Regions from separate parts of the Macaca mulatta genome. Here all the other regions are linked to region 3. The links are chromatin contacts, called in public Hi-C maps. All regions are on one chromosome and are shown on one strand. Each heading gives the region's core, a stretch centred on a gene start, on an enhancer-like site or on the middle of the called end of the contact. The rest is flanking DNA. Distances are from core to core; before and after follow the strand shown. Region 1 has its middle 6.5 kb from the start of GHRH. Region 2 holds the start of MROH8 (maestro heat like repeat family member 8). Region 3 holds the start of BLCAP (BLCAP apoptosis inducing factor).

Region 1 (2,867 bases), core at 55-2,554, 260 kb after region 3:
TTGGCACCTGCACCAAGTCTACCAACTCAAAAACCAACCTGGCTAGCGTGCCTCATTGACTTGTGGCAGGCCCAAAGTTTCCAAGCACGGTGAATGTTCAAAATACTCATGGGCCAGGTGCAGTGGCTCATGCCTGTAATCCCAGCACTTTGGGAGGCCGAGGCGGGCGAATCACTTGAGGTCAGGAGTTCAAGACCAGCCTGGCCAACATGGTGAAACCCTGTCTCTATTAAAAATACAAAAATTAGCTGGACATGGTGGCTCATGCCCGTAGTCCCAGCTACTTGGGAAGCTGAGGCAGGAGAATCGCTTGAACCTGGAAGGCGGAGGTTACAGTGGGCAGAGATCACACCACTGCACTCCAGCCTGGGTGACAAAACAAGATTCTGTCTAAAAAAAAAAAAAAAAAAAAAATGGAACTGGGCGCGGTGGCTCATGCCTGTAATCCCAGCACTTTGGGAGCCTGAGGTGAGTGGAGTTCAAGACCAGCCTGGCCAACATGGTGAAATTCCATCTCTACTAAAAATACAAAATTAGTTGGGCGTGGTGGCACATGCCTGTAATCCCAGCTACTGGGGAGGCAGAGGCAGGAGAATTGCTTGAACCCGGGAGGTGGAGGTTGCTGTGAGCTGAGATCGTGCCATTGCACTCCAGCCTGGGCTAAACTCCGTCTCAAAAAAAAAAAATTAAAATACTCATGGGAGTAACATTTCCAAGGAGCCCAGAGTTGCATCATTGATTCGCTAAGTACAACTGACCTCATCTCTTCATTAAAAGAGCTCTTCTAATGACTTTCCCAGATGCAGACTTTTTCAGAAAGAAATGAAGCTCTGAGCTGCCATCCAATCACAGGCCCTTCTGTTTGGGTAGGACCCTGTGAAGCAGGAGAAAGGACCACATCAGCTCCATTTTACAGAAGAGGAAACTGACACTCAGGGAGGTCAAGTGACTTTGCCTGAAGCCACCTAGCAAGCCCACACCACTTAAACCCGGTCTCCTCTGACACAGTACCCGGGAGCACTCAGACACCTGCTGTTGGTGATGCCACAAAAACAGGCCTAGAAGGGCAAGCAGGGAGGGTCAAGATAATCTGGGAGTCTGGGGTCCAGGCCTCTGCATCCTTGCACAGTGGCCTTGGACTGGGAACACTGCCATCAACCAGGGAGGGGGATGAAAGCAGCTTTCACAAAGCAGGGTCTGAGGTCCTCAGACAGGCCCCCTTTGTGGACTTCCTTTCCCTCCCCACCCCCATGCCGGCTGCCAGTAGCATCGCCCTCTTTGAATGGCTGGCTTGCACACACTGGAAATTTGCAACACAAATGCACGGCTTGTCTCCTTCTCCGCAGAGCCTCACTGCCCCAGCCTTTTGGGGCCTTTTAAAGTCTGCCTTTCTCTGGGGCACTTTCTTTCTTCAGCTCAAGCCCCCAGCCCTAGATGCAGCCACAATCACTAATTAACGCTGGGTTAAAACACGTCCTGGGAAAGTGAGCTGGGCGGCGACCGAGGCGTTCTCATCACCACTCGGAGGACAAGGACAAGGCGGCGGTGGGAATCGGTGGAAGGGGCTGGGTTTTCATTCTCTGGGTTCTTTCTAGCTCCCCATCCTCCCCCACCCCCCGCCCCACTATGCTCTTTCTCAGTGGGTTTGAGAATTTACTGCAAATAAAGCCTGTCACCAGGATGGCTCCCAGCCCTTCCCGCCGCCAGGCTGCCACCAAGCTGCCTGTTTTTTCAGAGCTCAGCTCTGAAAAACTACAATAACTGCTACCATTTGCCAAGACACTTACATATCAGACACCAACATGCATATTTCTTTTTCTTTCTTTCTTTTTGTGGAGACGGGGGTCTCGCTGTGTTGCCCAAGCTGGTCTCGAACTCCTGGGCTCAAGCAACCTGCCTGCCTCTGCCTCCCAGTGTTGGGACTACAGATGTGAGCCACCGCGCCTGGCCAAGCATATTTCTGGTTCTCACAACAACCTGGAGTGGTAGTTCTTATCACCCCATTGTACAGATGTAGTAACTGAGGCTCAGAGAGATTAAGGGATTGAGCTTGCCTAGAATCTCACATGGGGCAAATGGCAGAGTTGGTTTCAAATCCAAATCTATTTGTCCCCTAAACCTGTGCTCCCATTTTAAGCTTCTCCCTACTCGTGTCTGATGAACTCCTGGGTTTACGTGACTTCTCCCTTCTCTCGATTCTTGGAGCGTTTATACGGATACTGTGTCCCTCTCTGGATCTACCTGCCCGGGGTAGTGATTCAGCTTCCTCCTGTAGCTCTTTGAAGACAAGCACTGTGTCCAAACACTCTACGTTCCTCATAGTACCCCAGAAGATGCTATGCGGAGGGGAGAGGCCCGCCCCACTCCCGTAACTGCACAAAAGGGACCAAGCCACTCGGAGCTGGACAGCTAATCCAGCAAGCTCTACGTGGGCCTAATTAGTTGCTTAAGAGAGGTTTGTGAGATGAGGAAATAGATGCTCATTTAAGAATTTCAGGGACAGACCCCCATCGCTGCTGGGGGGAAAGTCAGTGGTACAGCCATTTTGGAAAAGACTGGCAGTTTCTGAAAAAGCTAAACCCTCATTATATGACCCAGCGATTCCCCTCCTAGGTACCCACCCAAGATTAATGAAAACATGTTCACACAAGGTCTCCTACTGAAATGTTCATAGCAGGCCGGGCAGGGTGACTCACACCTGTAATCTCAACACTTTGGGAGGCCGAGGTGGGAGGATCACTTTAACCCAAGAGTTTGATAGAGAGAGACCCTGGGCAATATAGAGAGACCCCACTGCTACAAAAAAAATTTTTTTTTTAATTAGCTGGGTGCAGTGGCTCACACCTGTGGTCCCAGCTACTCAGGAG
Region 2 (3,181 bases), core at 516-3,015, 350 kb after region 3:
AGAGTAAGCAAAAGTTAAGAAGTAGATGAGGTAACAGAGGTAGCAGAGGACAGATCCAGAGGGCCTTATGTACCACCACAGTGGAAGCCACTGGAAAGTTTCTTTCTTTTTTCTTAGACAGAGTCTCACTCTGTTGCCAGTCTGGAGTGCAGTGCAGTGGTGCCATCTCAGCTCACTGTAGCCGCAGCCTCCCGGGTTCAAGCGATTCTCCTGCCTCAGCCTCCCAAGTAGCTGGGACGACAGGCAAGTGCCACCATGCCCAGCTAATTTTTGTCTTTTTAGTAGAGATGGGGTATCACCATGTTGGCCAGGATGGTCTTGATCTCTTGACCTCATGATCCGCCCGCCTCGGCCTCCCAAAGTGCTAGGATTACAGGTGTGAGCTACCGCACCTGGCTGGAAGCCACTGGAAAGTTCTAAGCAGAGGTGTGATTTGATTTACACTCTAATGGTATTACCGTGTTGAGAATAAACAATACTGTGTGGAGAACAGACCATGCAGGTGCAAGGACAGAGTGGGGGACACCGGTTGGGAGATTACCGCTATAATCCAAGCCAGAAGATGATGGTGGCCCAAACCAGGGCAACAGCAGTGAACATGATGAGAAGTGATGAGAGTTTGTCTGGCTAGAATTCAAAGTCAAAGCCTATCAGAACTGCCAATGGACAGAAAGACCTAAGAGAAAGAGGAGTCAAGACACCAATGCTGAATCCCCAATGCCTTGTGTACAGGCAGGCACACAATATATGAAGATCTAGTGAATGGCTGTGACTAGTTTTTTCCCACCTAGACCGTAAATTCCCCTAAAACAGCACCTGTGTCAGAATCCTAATCTTCTCACTCCATGTTAATGAGAGCAGTAACTTTTCTGACTAAAAGTCGAGCACTTAGCATGTTGGGTATGCCCACGCTATGCTGTGCTTTGCACACACCAAATCATTAAATCCTCACATCTAAGTAAGGTGGCTATCTTCTGCATTTCACAGACCAGGAAAGTGAGGCTCAGAAGTAGTTACCTGCCCTAGGACACATCGCTGAGAATCAAACTTCAGGCAATTTGAATCCAAAGTCTGCTTTTAACCACTTTACTATTCTAAACTTCTCAAATAATGAAACGGTGAGCCACTGACTCATTCATGTGTCACCCTGGGCAAGTAAGTTCCCTTCTGTGGGATTCCAACTTCTCATCTGTCAAATGGTAGTAACAAGAGTACATGCTTCCAAAGTTACGATGAGGCTACATGAGATTCCACCCTGCACGGCGTCTACTCAGTAACTTCCGATGCAGTTAACTTTACTGAGTTCTTAGGGCCATGCGCTGTTCTAAACTATGCACGAAGATTATTTCACTTAATAGAGCAACTCAACGAAGCAGACAACGTGACTAATTTGACTAACTTACTTTACACATGAGAAACTGAGGTGCAGAGGGGTTAAGTAACCTGCTTTGGGTTACACAATGAATACGTGGCCGACTGCAAGTTTGCACCCACAGTGTCACTTCAGAACTTATGCTCCAGGCTCCCAGAGAGAAGTGAGGGGTTTTCTTTGCCCCTTTCACTGAAGGGGAAACTACAGCCGAAAGGACAATCTGGCCGAAACCTCACACGGAGTAAGGGGCAGCACCGGGACCAGAACCTTAGGCCGCCTGGCCCAGGAGCCCGCGCGAATGAAATGAATGAGTGAGGCCAGGCCTATGGCTAAGGGCGGCCGCAGTCCCCACGGCTGGGCCTCGGGGCGACCCGTAGCTCCGCGCTGCACCCCTCCCCCAGGCACCAACCCCTCCAGGTCGCGGGCACTCCCACCAGCTCGCAGCCCTCCTTCGGACCCTCGACCCGACAGCGCCCCAGCCAGAGCTTGTGCCCATGCCCCTGTCCCGCAGGGGAAGGGGATCCCGCCTGGCCGGCTCTCGAGCGGCGACGAGTAGCCTCCCGCGGGCGACAGCCCTCTCCCCAAAGAGTGCTGGCCGTGGGGCCCTATCGATAAGCCACGCGCAACTCCTCACCCGGCGGCGCCATTCCTCCGAGCAGGTCCCGCCGGAGTCCGAGCCGCAGGCTGACTTCCGCTCGGGAAAGTGGCTCCAAGAGCCCGCCACAGGGGACGCCAGGGACTCGCGGCAGGCTCTGCGGGCCAGGATGAGTTCTAAGCACAGGTCAGTGTCGGCGGCCCCGCTGAACTTCGACGCTTCCAGCAGCCGCGGCCGGGATCTCAGTCCTCCCGCGCACAGGGCCTTGCAGTTCCCGAGGACAGACCCGCCTCCCCCCCGCGCCTAGGCCCACTTGGAACCGACCGTCTCGCAACGCTCCTATTCCGGGAGCTACCGGGACGTGGTTGGGCCAGGCCTCGGGGTGGGCCCGAGACGGGGCCGCTTCTGATTGGCGCATCTGCTGTCACTCACTCGTCTTTCTGCTGCCCGGCCCATTTTAAAGGAAAAGGAAGGGTCTCGACAGGAGGGGATAGCTTAGAAGGGAATTTTTTTTTTTTTTTTTTTTTTCCCCCTCTAGTAAATTGTGGCAGTTTCTGGCCGGGCGCAGTGGCTCACGGCTGTAATCCCAGCACTTTGGGAGGCCGAGGCGGGCGGATCACCTGAGCTCAGGAGTTGGAGATCAGCCTAGGCAATACGGTGAAACCCCATCTCTACTAAAAATACAAAATTAGCCGAGCGTGGTGACACTTGCCTGTAATCCCAGCTACTCGAGAGGCTGAGGCAAGTGAACCTCTTGAACCTCGGAGGCGGAGGATGCGGTGAGCCGAGATTGCGCCATTGCACTCCAGCCTTTGCAACAAGAATAAATCTCCGTCTCACCAAAAAAAAAAGAAAGAAAATTATGTCAGTTTTTTCCAAAGATTATCCCTTGGGTTGTTAATAACTGACCTACGAGTGACGTTTTATCTGATTTGCAGAGCAATGCAGTAACTCATAGAGAACATATTAGGCCAGTTTTACAGGCTCATCACGGAAGTGGCTCACCCAGGAACACCGCTCTAATAACTAGCGCCAATTACTGAATGTTTACAGTATAACCCGACACTGTGCCGAGGGCTCTACAAACATTATTTCTTTTCTTTCCTTTTTTATTGATACGGGATCTTGCTCTGTCGCCTGGGCTGGAGTGCAGTGGTGTGATCATAGCTCACTGCAGCCTCGACATCCTGGGCTCAAGCGATCCTCCTGCCTCA
Region 3 (3,023 bases), core at 426-2,925:
TTTCCCTTGAGTTCTAACCCAGCACCATGACCTCTGTGTTGATGGCCCCTAAATATGTATTTCCAGCCCCAGACTCCGTTCAGAGCTCCTGTGTCACATAAACCTGCCTACTCACCCTCTCTGCCTGCATGTTGCCCAGGCATTTCAAACCTAACTTCTCAAAGCCGAATGTGATCTTCCCCCTCAGTCTATTCCTCTTTCAGCCTTCATTGTCTTGGCCAAGGACTCTTTTACCCTTTCATTTACTCAAGGCTAAAACCCAGTGAGGAGTTATTGCCAATGCCTCCACATCCACCCACGTCCAGTCTTCCATCCTTTCCTTCACCTCCCCAAGCCACCACCCTGTCTGAGTCAGCATTAGCTTTTGTCTGGAAAGCTGCAACCACCTCCTAACTGGTCTGCCTACACCCACTCCTGAGTGCTTTCCAAGCCATGCGGTCTGGGTGGCCTTTCAGAAATCCAAATTTGCTATCCTTTTCCTGATGAAAATGGCTTCCCCTAACTCTCAAGAGAAAAGCCAAATACAGTATACAGCTGACCTGTCTTCTTTGGTGCTCACCTCACCCTAACCCTGCCCCTTCCCAGCTCCACATCTGGGACAAATGTTCTTTCTGTCTAGAACATTTCCCCTCTCACTCTTGCCCTAATCGTCCTTGGTTTCTCAACCTAAATGCCATCTTCCCCTCTCACTCTTGCCCTAATCGTCCTTGGTTTCTCAACCTAAATGCCATCTTCCCAAAGAGGTTCCACCCTCTCCCTACATTAGGACTCCATTAATTTCTCCTAACACTCTCTACTTCTTCTCACAGCACTTCCCATGATGTGTAATTATGTATTGATTCAAGTCACTAATATACAGTGATTATATGACTGTCTCCCCGCCTACCCGCCATTAGACTGGCAGCGCCTTGAGGTCAGGAACAGACCCAGGACACCCACTCTACTTGCCCTTAGCACTGAGCTTGGGTACAGTAAGCGCCCAAGGAATACGCTTAATTAGCTAATAAATGACTACACGAACTCATTCAAGCCCCATAAAAGCCGTAAGGTGGGCATTTCATCAGAAGCCGGGTAGGGGCGGGGGAGAGGCTCCCTCGCCCAAGATACTGGGCAAGTTGGGGAGCCGGGGCCTGACCCAAGGCAGTTCCAAGTTCTGAGCCCGGCTCTCTCAGCTCCTGAGCCCTGGCTGCATGATGAAACGCTAGGGAGGGGGTGGACTTTGAGCCACGAGAAGGTTTTCCCCGAGTCCCCGGACCGTCCGCGCGGGGAAGAACTAAGCGGGTTCACCCAGAGGAACACAACCCGGCCCGCCCCGCGCTCACGAAGTAAAGATCACAATTTGCTGCATATGCATGAGGGGACCCGGCAGCGCTTCGGGGCTGTCCACACTGCGCCTGATAAAAATTATTAGGGCTTGAGGACCTCGGCGCTCCCAGAATTTTGTAAAAGTGCGTACAAAGGACTCAAAGGTGGCCTGTGGCTGATATTTAGGGGAGATGGGGCGAGGGTGAGCTCCCCTCTTCGGGCCGTGTGATCAGGCGTCTGTGGTAGGCAGCCCGATTCCAGGATGGGTCCTCGGCCGGCTCCACTAGAAGACGAAGGGGGCGTCTCCCCGGCTTCCTGCGGCGTCCGTGGCGAGCTGAGGTGGAGGCAGGCTGCGGCAGACGGCGACAGTGGCGGCGGCGCCATGGCAGGGCTTGCAGGTACCGTGGCGTCAACCTGCTTGGGGCGGGATGAGAGGCCCTCCATGCGGCCGCGCCGCCATATTGTCCCTTCTGGGTCACCTTAGGCGTCGCCCGGTCCCCGTCACTGGGGTTTTCCATCCGCATACCCCCGGGAAGGGAGGGCGCCCCTGTCCGGCTTCAGGTGATTGCTGTGATTGGACCTAACCTGGGCCTTGGGGGTCCCTTTCCAGCCCGGGGGTGGTCACAGTACTCCTGGGTGCTCGCTCCGGCCTTGTCCAAGGTCAGTGTCCTTGCAGGATGAGGCAGGCAGAGCCGGGGCACGGGGCTGGGGAGCGCGACCACCATCTCTGCGGCCCCGGGTTCCACGCAGGGTGCCCAGCTTGTGAGAGGCCTGTCACTCTGTCCCCATCAGTGTAGTTACTTTAGTTGCTTTTTTTTGGCCGGGGCGGGGGACGTGGGGGTGAGGGGAGAGAGGGTCTCCCGCTCGAGGCCCCGCTTAGGTGTCTGGGGTGATAGGTTGACGCTCTGCTAAGAGTCGCGGGCGCTTCTTACTCCCTCCAACTTTACATCTAAGGGTGGACACCCCTTCGTTTTCCTTCTATAGACGTGGGGAGTGGCCCTCAAGGGCAGCTGAAAGAACGGAATGCCTGGCACACTAATGTCCTGGAAAGGAAGCATGGGGGATGGGAGACAGTTGCTTTTTCCTTCCCCTTTCCAAATCTCCTTTAGTTTCCTTCCAGGTCTTCGTGTCCCATTTCAGCGCTAAATGTTGGGAGACTGGGGTCTGTCCTCGGAAAGAAACAGCCTTTCTCTTTATAGGTTTGGATCGTCTTTATCCCTTTCAGGGAACTGGTGTGTTGGGGACGGCTTCTCTGCCTTGCCTGACATGGTCCAGTCATCCCGTCAGCCTTCTGGACGGCAACACCAAAGCTGGGACCAAAAAAAAGTTCCAGTTTAAGTGCTAATGCCCAAAGTGTTAGATCTTGTTTGCTTGTTTGTTTTAAATCAGAGACTAATTAATGTCAAGCAAATCTGTTAAAAGATTTGATCACGGGAAGCCTGGTCGGTTTCCAGTGACCAGGTCAATTCCATATCTGAAATTGGTCTTATTAGAGTTGCTGCCAAAACCAGTTTAACCTTTAATCTGTAATATGTTGTTTCAAAGAGGAATCTGGGTTAGGCTGTCTTTTTTTGTTGTTGTTCTCCTATCTTTGAAACACATGCATTCCATTTCAAGCCTGTCCCTGTGCGATATACCAAGAACCATGCGTTGCCTGCCTCTCTGACTTCCTGCTCTGGAAATGCTCAGGAATCTGGATCCTGCTGGGGCATGGGCCC

Evidence for each region. A called contact is a pair of places that touch in the nucleus more often than the background predicts.
Region 1: a Hi-C map of fetal cortical plate shows a contact between it and region 3, with 2.5 times the contacts expected there. The contact joins the enhancer-like site here to the promoter of BLCAP in region 3. A contact is called at or near these places in 9 of 14 Hi-C or Micro-C datasets (CD4 T cells, blood, cortical neurons and 5 more).
Region 2: a Hi-C map of fetal cortex germinal zone shows a contact between it and region 3, with 3 times the contacts expected there. The contact joins the promoter of MROH8 here to the promoter of BLCAP in region 3. A contact is called at or near these places in 5 of 14 Hi-C or Micro-C datasets (blood, cortical neurons, fetal cortex germinal zone and 2 more).

Annotation. Positions count from the first base shown.
Region 1 is chr10:90,122,333-90,125,199 of T2T-MMU8v2.0, reverse strand. No RefSeq gene overlaps it. Among named protein-coding and RNA genes, the nearest start is that of GHRH, 6.5 kb to the right of the region's middle. Within about 2 kb of position 1,304, at least 14 of the 40 cell types and tissues checked have an H3K27ac peak or open chromatin away from gene starts, as enhancers often do. A contact at or near this core is called in fetal cortical plate, where this site is marked.
Region 2 is chr10:90,035,163-90,038,343 of T2T-MMU8v2.0, reverse strand. It overlaps MROH8 (maestro heat like repeat family member 8), which reads left to right and starts at 1,765. Exons shown (of 24, transcript NM_001193970.2): 1 at 1,765-2,153. The coding sequence starts at 1,867. It overlaps RPN2 (ribophorin II), which reads right to left and starts at 2,255. Exons shown (of 16, transcript XM_077951714.1): 1 at 2,007-2,255.
Region 3 is chr10:90,384,835-90,387,857 of T2T-MMU8v2.0, reverse strand. It overlaps BLCAP (BLCAP apoptosis inducing factor), which reads left to right and starts at 1,675. Exons shown (of 2, transcript NM_001190863.1): 1 at 1,675-1,703. LOC144332147 (a long non-coding RNA gene) reads right to left here and starts at 1,308. Exons shown (of 2, transcript XR_013399921.1): 1 at 721-1,308; 2 at 1-666.